Regions from separate parts of the Mus musculus genome. Here region 1 is linked to region 2. Evidence: chromatin contacts called from public HiChIP or PLAC-seq data. All regions are on one chromosome and are shown on one strand. Each heading gives the region's core, a stretch centred on a gene start, on an enhancer-like site or on the middle of the called end of the contact. The rest is flanking DNA. Distances are from core to core; before and after follow the strand shown.

Region 1 (4,422 bases), core at 1,059-3,558, 120 kb after region 2:
CTGAAGAAACGCGGAGCCCTGCTCCCACCTGGAGGCAGATTCCCACAGAACACAGTCAGAAGCAGTGTTTTCCTTTCTTTCCAGACAGGGTTTCAAGTAGTCCGGGCTGCCCTGTACCTTGCTATAGCCAAGGATAACCTTAAACTTTCAATCCTTCTGCTTCTAGCAGGTGAGAGCGACTACACCCAGTTTATGTGGTACTGAGGGAGTGTGCCCACTCACAGAAATAGGTCAATAAATGTATGTAATAAAATATTTTTAGAGTATATGTACATAAAGACTGAGGGCATGTAACAAAACATTTTGATACCAAATGTTCTCTTCGGCAGTGGAACTGTAAATTATTATTATTTTATTTCATGCACATTAGTGTTCTGGCTGCACATACGACTGTGTGTCAGATCCCTAGAAATGGAATTACAGACAGTTGTGAGCTGCCGTGTGGCTGCTGGGAATTGGACCTGAGTCCTTTGGAAGAGCAGCCAGTGCTCTTCACTGCTGAGCTATATCTCCAGCCCCCAGATTATTTTTTTCTGTACCTTAGGTTTCATATAAAACAAAATACTACATTTAGAAAGATACACATAGGAGTGGTGGTGGCACACACTTAGCACATGAGGCAAAGGCGGGATCAAAGGTTGATGTCAGACTTGTCTACGTAAGTCTATTCTAAAATAACAGAACCCACTTTTACCCTATTAGTTCAGAAATGTTCAAAAGTCAGTATGCCTTTATCTTGACTAAGACTAAAAGTGAGCATGGACTTCATATAAACTCTGGAGGAAGACTTCAAAATTAGTTTTGAAATCTGGCTTCGAAGCCTTTCTCCCTACTTGGAAACATTAGAACATCTGAAGTAGTCATCGGAGTGGGTTTGGGGAGATGACATCGTAAGTCATAATTAAGTGCAATCAATGTCTTAACACATTGAGAGCACTCTAAACACTAAGCTACAGGTCGCTTTCACCAAAAGTGACGTCGTCAGCTCTGCAAGTCACCCAACTCTTAGACACAGCAAGGGCTGTCAGGTAGTAGCCTCAACTTGGCTGTCCAGGGATGACCTGTCAACACTGTAGCTGACATACTCACACAAGCGCCAATTCATGATGAATCTCTTTACTAGTAACTGTGCTGGGAAAATTAAAGTGCATTTTGAGAAACCCTCCATGCCCAAACATGGTCATCTACAGACAGAAAGTACATGCTTAGAGCAAGGCAGGGACCGTATTCTAATTCACAGAAAGAGGAAAAAGAATTCAGGCTCCCCCCAAAAAATTGTCTGCAGAATTGGCAAGACTGTTCAGTGGGTAGCAGGTACTAGCCCCTAAGCCTAATGATGGGAATCCAATCTCTAGGACGTACACGGTGATAGGAGACAACCGGCTCCTCAAACGTCCTCTGGTCATGTCCCTTCCCCTAGAAGTAAGTACATAGATGTATTAGAAAATCTTAAATATATCTTCCTACTTACCTGAAGAGCAAAATACTTGTACAGGTACGCCCCTCCGAGGATGACGCCAGCAAGCATGAAGGCCAGTCCGAAACACATGCACCAACACCACGCTCTCCTCTGTCCAACCGGAACCACGTCACCCGGGTCCTGGAATGGAAACACAACAGCCACATCAGACACAGAGTAACAGAAGGCTCGGGGGTTATCTATGAAGATAAAGATCAAAGGTGTGAAGGCTCTGATCAAAACTAACCACGGAATGAGGACCGGCGGCACCAAGACTCACCCCCACGCCTCCATGCCAGGCATGGACACTGGTCCCCAGAGACCTCTAGGCAGCCTTCTCTCTCTCAATAGTCTGTCGACTAACAGTGTCTGGAGCTCTGATACAAACCACAATTTGTATTTTCCGTACGCGACTTTTGGCGCCATGTTCTAACATTTGAAATTCAGAAAAGGTTACAACGTGACCTTGGTCCCACAGTTTGTGAGGCTGCTTCACACATCCAGGGGATTTCCTAATTGGATCACTTATAAAACGGTTAGCCTTTACAGGTAGTTTATCTATTTCATTCCAGATATAAAACCATTCCTTAACAATCTATGGGGAAAACTAACACAACACTAACAAAAGATAGGACACTAAAGTTCTTTGGACAAACAGAATCTAAAAATCAGGTCAAAGGTATGCCTGTATAATTAATTCTGTAATTCCACCCTACCGGAATCTCGGTTTGATAATGGCTTCCTTTCATTTTCTTTTTAAGAACTAAAACTGAAACCCAGTACCCAGTACGGACTGTGGACATTACAGGGCGTGAGCCAGTGAGACAGAACGACTGGTGAATGAGGAGGAAAGCACGGTGACACAGGGCACAGCCCAGGGAGCAGCTACGGCTTAGGGATGAGTCACTTGGGAACGCCAACTACATTCTACACTTCATTTCTACCATGAGAGACCGTGTCTGAGTACTGATGGGCAACGTCCAATTCCAAGTCCTGTACCAACACGAACAATGTTAGATAGACGCACCCCACTGATTTTTAGAGCGAGGTTCTCACACCATGTAGCTCAGGCTGACCCCAAACTTGTAGCAATCTTCCTGCCTCTGCCTCCCACCTGCTATGATTACTGGCACAGGCCATTACATTCTCGGGGTTGGAAGCTTTAATTTTAAACACACAGCCATGCAGAATAAATAATATTCGATGTAAGTTCAGGCCACGTGATTTGGCAAGGACTACATGTGAGGCAGCTCTCATCAGGGATGGTGTGTGGATGTTTAGATCAATGTATCTACTAAAGCCTGGAATGGGAGCGAATGGGGAAGAGTTCATCAGAAGTCCTACTAGTGAGAAGTTCTAAGAATCTCAAGTGTGGTAAGATTTTATAGACCCAAACACACGGGCCTGCTTGAGCTTGCCTGACAAACACATCACAGGAGAGGGAAAGTGTCCTAGCATAACTACTCTCAGAGTGGGGACAAGGGTGGGGGATGGAATGACAGATGCAAACAGTTGCTCTCAGCATTTGTTACCAGCTGTTCAGACAGCCAAGTGTGCATCACGCAGCCCTACCTGCCAGGCTCCCTCCTGTGAGTCCATAAATCAGCGGCTGTGGACCATGGGTGGACACAGAGAAAGAATATGCAGCCTCACGGTTACATGGACAGTGAGTTCTCAGACTTTTTGATTTTTGATTTATCATTGTAACTATGTAACAAACAGTGAGTTTGAGAATAAATTACACATCTAATGTGTTTAAACAGTTGCCCTGGGCACCAGGAATACAGACTTTGCCAAGGCAAAGATAGGCTGGATCACTGCGGATAATAAATATACAAAAAGGGCCAAGCAGATTGTGCGTATATAGAATCATAGCACTTGGGGGTGAAGTGGGAGACTTCGGCTAGTGACTGCTGTGAGTTGGAGGTTAGCCTAGACTACACAGGAAGCTCTAGGCCGGCCTTATCTTTCATATAAAACCCCTTTCTTATCTAATGAAGCACAGAACAACATGAACGTGGGCTCTGACAGGAAAAATGCAGAGTGAGACGGGATGGATTAAGGGAGAGACTTCCCAGGGAGAGAACACGGCATGGAAGGACACGGGGCAAACACATACTGCCAGGCAGAAGACAGGGTTCCAGGAAACGATGCAAAAGGTAAAGAACGAATAACATCATGAAGGCAGAATATACCACACTGCCAGGGAGACACAGTGCAGCTAAGGGTTTGGTATGGTGGGAGGGATCCTAGGGAGAGAGAACTGGAGCAGGCCACAAAGGGCCTTGGTATGAAGTTGAATTTGTAAGTTATTTTAAAAAGTCATTTTCCAGGACAACAGAGACTAATTTGTTAAAGAACTTCGCTTTGGAACACTTATTCAAAGGGCAGCCAGTGACTCCGCACCTGAAACATGGCTCGAGAATAAAGGAATAAACAAGAGTCTATTTCAGTATCTAAATTACAGACCTTGAGTCGACAAACCACTGGGAGCCTCCTAAGAGCTGACGTCTTCAAAGTCTGCTCTCTTTCCTCTATATTGCTATTAGTCACTTGCTTTCTCGCATTAGAAATTCATGTAGCGATCTTATCTCTTGCTCCTAGGCTAGACGGTTCCTGTTTATGCGTGTTTATTCTGCATTCCTAGAAACCCTAAACCACTCTTGGTGCTTAGTTAACATGCAGATACTTGACGGCCGAACGAAGAAAGAGCTTGGCTGTTTAAGTTTTCGTGATTCCCAGAAGTTGTATAGGCAGCCAGAAAGATGAAGGAGGGGGACGACACAGTCACGTAGGATCTGTAACGAGCTGGCAACCTGGCAGAGGCAGGAACTGCACTTAAGCCCGCACTGTTAAGGCCAGTGTCGTGGAACACGCTGGGCAAGGTCCTGTAGCAAAGTCAAGTGTGAACAAACCTTGCTTCTAACCGTCAGCAGTTTATGACCTAGCACAGGTATGACAGA
Region 2 (4,706 bases), core at 2,005-4,504:
TCACTAATATTAAATGTCTCTTTCTTCATTTGAAAACTAGAGTCATGAGTACATTTTTCTTTGTCTTTAAACAACCAATAGAGAATTTTACCTAAAAGCCCTTTAAGAATATAAGTTCATCTAAAATCAATCATCAAGTATCTTGCTACTTTAGAGTGAAAAAGGGCTCATGAGTCCCTATGGAGCTGGTGACAGTTGATGGCTCCTGGGAAAGGAGGGTCTACCATCTCCAGGGATTTAGCCTCTGATAGGCCAGCCGTTCATGGTCCAGTGGATGGTTCCATACCCAGGAGTATACGGGCAGCATAAAATAGACTCAACAGGTTATTTTACGGGATCAGGATAAGTAGGAAGACAATTTTGGAAAGAGCAAAGAGGTAGAGAGTAGATCTAGTAGATCTGGGAGAAGTGGGGTAGGAATGGAAGTAAAATATGATAAAAATACATTGTTAAAAAAAGTCTCAATTAATAAAAAGTATGTTTTTAAAAGATTTATAAAAAGAAAGAAAGAGAAAGAGAGGGGGGAGAAAGGGAAGAGAGAAAGGAAGGGAGGGGGGAGGAGGGAGGGGGGAGAGAGGGCAGGTGAGCCTGGCAGTTGTGGTAGTAGCTTTAATCCCAGCACTTGGGAGGCAGAGGCAAGCAGATCTCTGAGTATGAGGCTAGTCTGGTCTACAGATTGAATTCCGGGACAGCCAGGGCTACAAAGAGAAACCCTCTCTCAAAAAACCAGAATGATCTAAGAATGAACAGCAAGAGTATGTTGGGAATAGAAGTAAAATATGATAAAAATACATTGTAAAAAGTCCTCAATAAAAAGTGTATTTTAAAAAGACTGTGCCACCCAGACACCCCTGAGAAGAATGTGCATTTTCAAAGATCTCTAGATGATTCCTGTGTACATTAAAGTGTGAAATGCACTACTGAGAAAATAGCCCTTACCATGGAAGAATATGCTATCACACAGTTATGCTTCGAGCCTTAGAGTATGAAGGACATGTACATTAGTGATTTAATTAGTGATTCAGAAGAGCAAGCTAAAGGCAACTTCTTTTTACATTTTCTGTCTTTTTTTTTTTTTTTTAAAGGGATGGAGGTCTCACTATATAGCTGTCTGCCCTAGAATTCACTATGTAGACCAGGGAGGCCTTAAACTCAAAAAGACCCTCCTGCCCCTGTCTCCCTAGATATGATTCACTATACCTAGCTGTAAAGGCGACTTCTTATAGGTTGGTAATATAACTGTCTTGGCAAAAGAGATATTCTAAAGACAGACACTCAGGTCTTTCTCTGACTATCAAACTAATGAAACAATGAATCTCAAATTAAAATTTTCTTAGGAATTCCATGCCAAAGGAAGGGAAAGGCTGAATCCTTGGTGGCAGTAAGAGGAGGAACTATATTTTCACATAGTTCTGAAAGCAGAGAATAGAGGCAAGTTGATGAGTGGGACCACACCTTGAAAAAGACGTCCAAGTTACACATGCCTCTTAGACCTCATTTCAGGAGTCCACAGACGGATGTGACTTCCATTTGCTCCTCTTGCCAACGTACCACAGAGAGTAATTTTATCTTTCTCTGTATTTTACTATTACTTATTCCTTGTTTATTGGAGACAGGTAGCTTTCTTAAGATTCCAGAGCATAGGTTTTGACTCCCAAAATTCAAGCAACAGTAAGATACCAAAACACTGAGAAATAAGTACCCGCTTGTGAGAAAAGAGGACAAGTACTGGTTTAAAAAGTGTAACATTTGGGGCTGGAGAGATGGGTCAATGGTTAGAGCACTGGATGTTCTTGTAGAAAACCCAGTTCAGTTCCTAGCACCTATGAACCTCCAGTTCCAGAGGACTTGATGTTTTCTTTTGATCTCTACAGGCATGAGGCACACAAGTGGTATATATATACACACATAAGCAAAACACTCACACATATAATCTAATACAACTAAAAAAGCAAACACAAAAGCCTGTAGCAATCTTTAGTGAATGAGTCCTCCAGTGCACTAACATAATCATGTCTGCAATGGCATCGTCAGCGTGAGAGCAAAAGTACTAAAGCAGGCTTTGTGAGAGAAGGAGGCACAGACTGTTCCAAGAACCCTCCCACCCCACTAGCACACAAAGCTACTGCAGAAAATTGTCTGCTGTCTTCCCTTGTATAAAATACCTCCTTTTTACTCATGGCTGGCTTTTCATCTTCATCAGGAGTAATTTGCAGAGGGGTTGCTTTGTGCATTAGTTTGTGAATATAGGGTCTCCTTCTGTGACCTAGGCCTGCCTAGAACTCAGAAAACAAACTGCTGCTGCAGCTTTTGAATGCTGGGTTTTAGGTAACTGTTAGGGCCACCTTCATATCCTCGATCGCTGCACATTCCCAAATCTGTTGTAAGCAGTCTCTCATCCATGTGTGCTCACTAGTTTGACTCTTACTGGTCTGTCATCTTCCTTCCTTCCCTCCCTCTTTCCTCCTTCCTTTTTTCCTTTTTTTTTTTGCCATAGCTCAGCACAGCACTGTAATTCACTTCTCTACTAGATCACAAGTTCCTTGGAGGCTTGGGGCTATTTCTCATGTTTTGTTTCTTTCACTTGGGCAACTGCAGTTCTTTCCAAATGGCTGATATGCAGAAAGAAGGAGAAAGGAAGTAAAGAAGAAGAGGAAAATGAGGGCCCGGTATTGTCTTGGGAAAAAAAAAGGGCTTTTCTTAAATAATTTAGAAACTATGAAGTAATTCTTTTTGTCAGAGACACACAACCTAGAATATCCCTGAGCCCTATTTCAGCCAGTATCAACAATGTATTCTGAACAAAATAAAATATTTTTCACTTTGACTGTGAAGTCAAGTCTCCCAAGTTACCCAAGACCATAACAGTGAATTGTGGAAAATAGAGGTGTGATATTAAAGAGAAAATGGATCATGGTAAGATATGTTTTCAGAAAGAATTGATTTTAAGAAAAAAAAATCACATGGTAGAAAAAAATCACATTCCAGTCCCCTGGTTCTTGTGTAACTGTCAACATGGCCTGCGCTGTGTCATTGTCCTAACCCACAGTTTTAAAAGTTACTAAGTCAAGTAATCATTATCTCACAATTCAATTGTTTTCCTGTAAGGCACAATTCTTTGTAAACTGTAACTTAAAAAGAAAAAAAAAAAAAAAAAGCCAGCGTATTGTTTCACAGCCAATAGCACAGGCAGGCACGCAACCTTTGTGCCCAGTGCACCAGAGGTTAATGATTCACCACGGAACCAGACAATACAGGTTCTTTCTTTGGCTCCTTCCTTGGCTTTTACAGAGCCACAGGCTTTTCTCCCTTTTGTGTTCACTTCCTGTCAACACTGACTTTTCAAAAGATACCAAAACATCTCAAAAATCTGTTTGTGAGTTTGCTACCAAATCAGGACTCAAACAGGCTGAGTCACTTACTACCATAGTACTGGTGTATAATACTGTGCTTCATGTAATATCTGGGGAAAGAACTGACAAGAAAAATGTTTAACCTTTATATGTAAGAGTATAGTGATCAAAACTAATGTATAAGAACATAGTAATCAAATTAGCTGCATAAGCAAACTCCCTTGTGTTTGGTGACTGAGTCAGCCACGTCTGTCAGTATTTACAGACACAACTTTCTTGTGGTTTTCTAGATAGTATTAAGAGGAAATAATGAACTACTAGCACTTCGGTGTCTCCACAGAGTCAGCTGTACTCCAGAACAGCCCCCACAGAAACACTGTCCTAAACAGTCCTCAGGGACTTCGACATCATAGTTATATGGATCTCACCAATCATGAAGCCTTTCACTTAGAAACTGACAGCCCTGCTGGAGAACAAGAACCAGATTTTGTGGTTTTAAACAACTACAAAACTGAAATAAATAAATAAATAAATAAATAAATAAATAAATAAATAAATCAAAACAAAACAAAACAAAACAAAACAAAACAAAAAAACAGTTCTCAAATGGTGAGCAGCAGGACAAAGGCCCACGAGAGTCCCATGAGACAGCATGCTGCAGCCCACTGCAGGGAAAGTATCCTAGCCGAAACACCGACAGACAATGATGGGAATGGAAACCCACTGGCTCCCAACAAACACAAGTCAACAGCACTGAGGGGACAGGATTCACACAACAGAGCTGAGCAGGTCTGTGGAGACCCACTTCAGCTGGGGCACAGCAGTCCACACCCATGAGATAACTCCCCAGGACTAAAGACGAAGAAGCCCTGGGGGAGCAGAGGCACTGCTGGAGTCCAAACTGCTTCCTACCTGCCACAGTAGACGAGCTTATGATCCATCTACAGGCAGCAGCAGGTAAAGTACTTACAAGATCACCTCTTGGATAGTGGGGGAAATTAGAAAAAGTTTCTGGAATCAGAAAGAAACAAACAAAAAAAGAAAAAAGAAGAGAAAAAGAAAAAGAAAAAGCTGGAGGGAGGGGAGGGAGTACAAAACAATTAAGCTACTTACAATTTAAATGTGTCCCAAAGCACAACTCAAGAATATTATTAAGAATATGAAAATATCCAGGAACCAGTAAGGCAAAATTCACAATATTTAACGTCTAGTAAAATATCACTGCCAGGCAGTGGTGGTGCACGCCTTTAATCCTAGCACTTGGGAGGCAGAGGCAGATGGATCTCTGAGTTTGAGGCCAGCCTGGTCTACAGAGTGAGTTCCAGGACAGCCAGGGCTACACAGAGAAACCCC

Evidence for each region. HiChIP or PLAC-seq counts read pairs in DNA pulled down with a chosen protein or histone mark.
Region 1: a contact with region 2 is called in an HNF4G HiChIP or PLAC-seq map of pancreatic cancer cells. The contact joins two enhancer-like sites. A contact is called at or near these places in 5 of 484 Hi-C or Micro-C datasets (adipose-derived mesenchymal stem cells, granulosa cells, liver and 2 more), 1 of 115 datasets of contacts at active chromatin or transcription factors (pancreatic cancer cells) and 2 of 9 other capture datasets (adipose tissue and liver).

What each region holds. Positions count from the first base shown.
Region 1 is chr14:73,366,828-73,371,249 of GRCm38.p6, forward strand. Itm2b (integral membrane protein 2B) reads right to left here. Exons shown (of 6, transcript NM_008410.3): 2 at 1,472-1,600. Among named protein-coding and RNA genes, the nearest start is that of Itm2b, 16 kb to the right of the region's middle. Within about 2 kb of position 2,309, at least 62 of the 459 cell types and tissues checked have an H3K27ac peak or open chromatin away from gene starts, as enhancers often do. A contact at or near this core is called in adipose tissue, liver and pancreatic cancer cells, where this site is marked.
Region 2 is chr14:73,250,392-73,255,097 of GRCm38.p6, forward strand. The region is part of intron 17 of Rb1 (RB transcriptional corepressor 1); the gene reads right to left. Among named protein-coding and RNA genes, the nearest start is that of Lpar6, 15 kb to the left of the region's middle. Within about 2 kb of position 3,255, at least 121 of the 459 cell types and tissues checked have an H3K27ac peak or open chromatin away from gene starts, as enhancers often do. A contact at or near this core is called in adipose tissue, liver and pancreatic cancer cells, where this site is marked.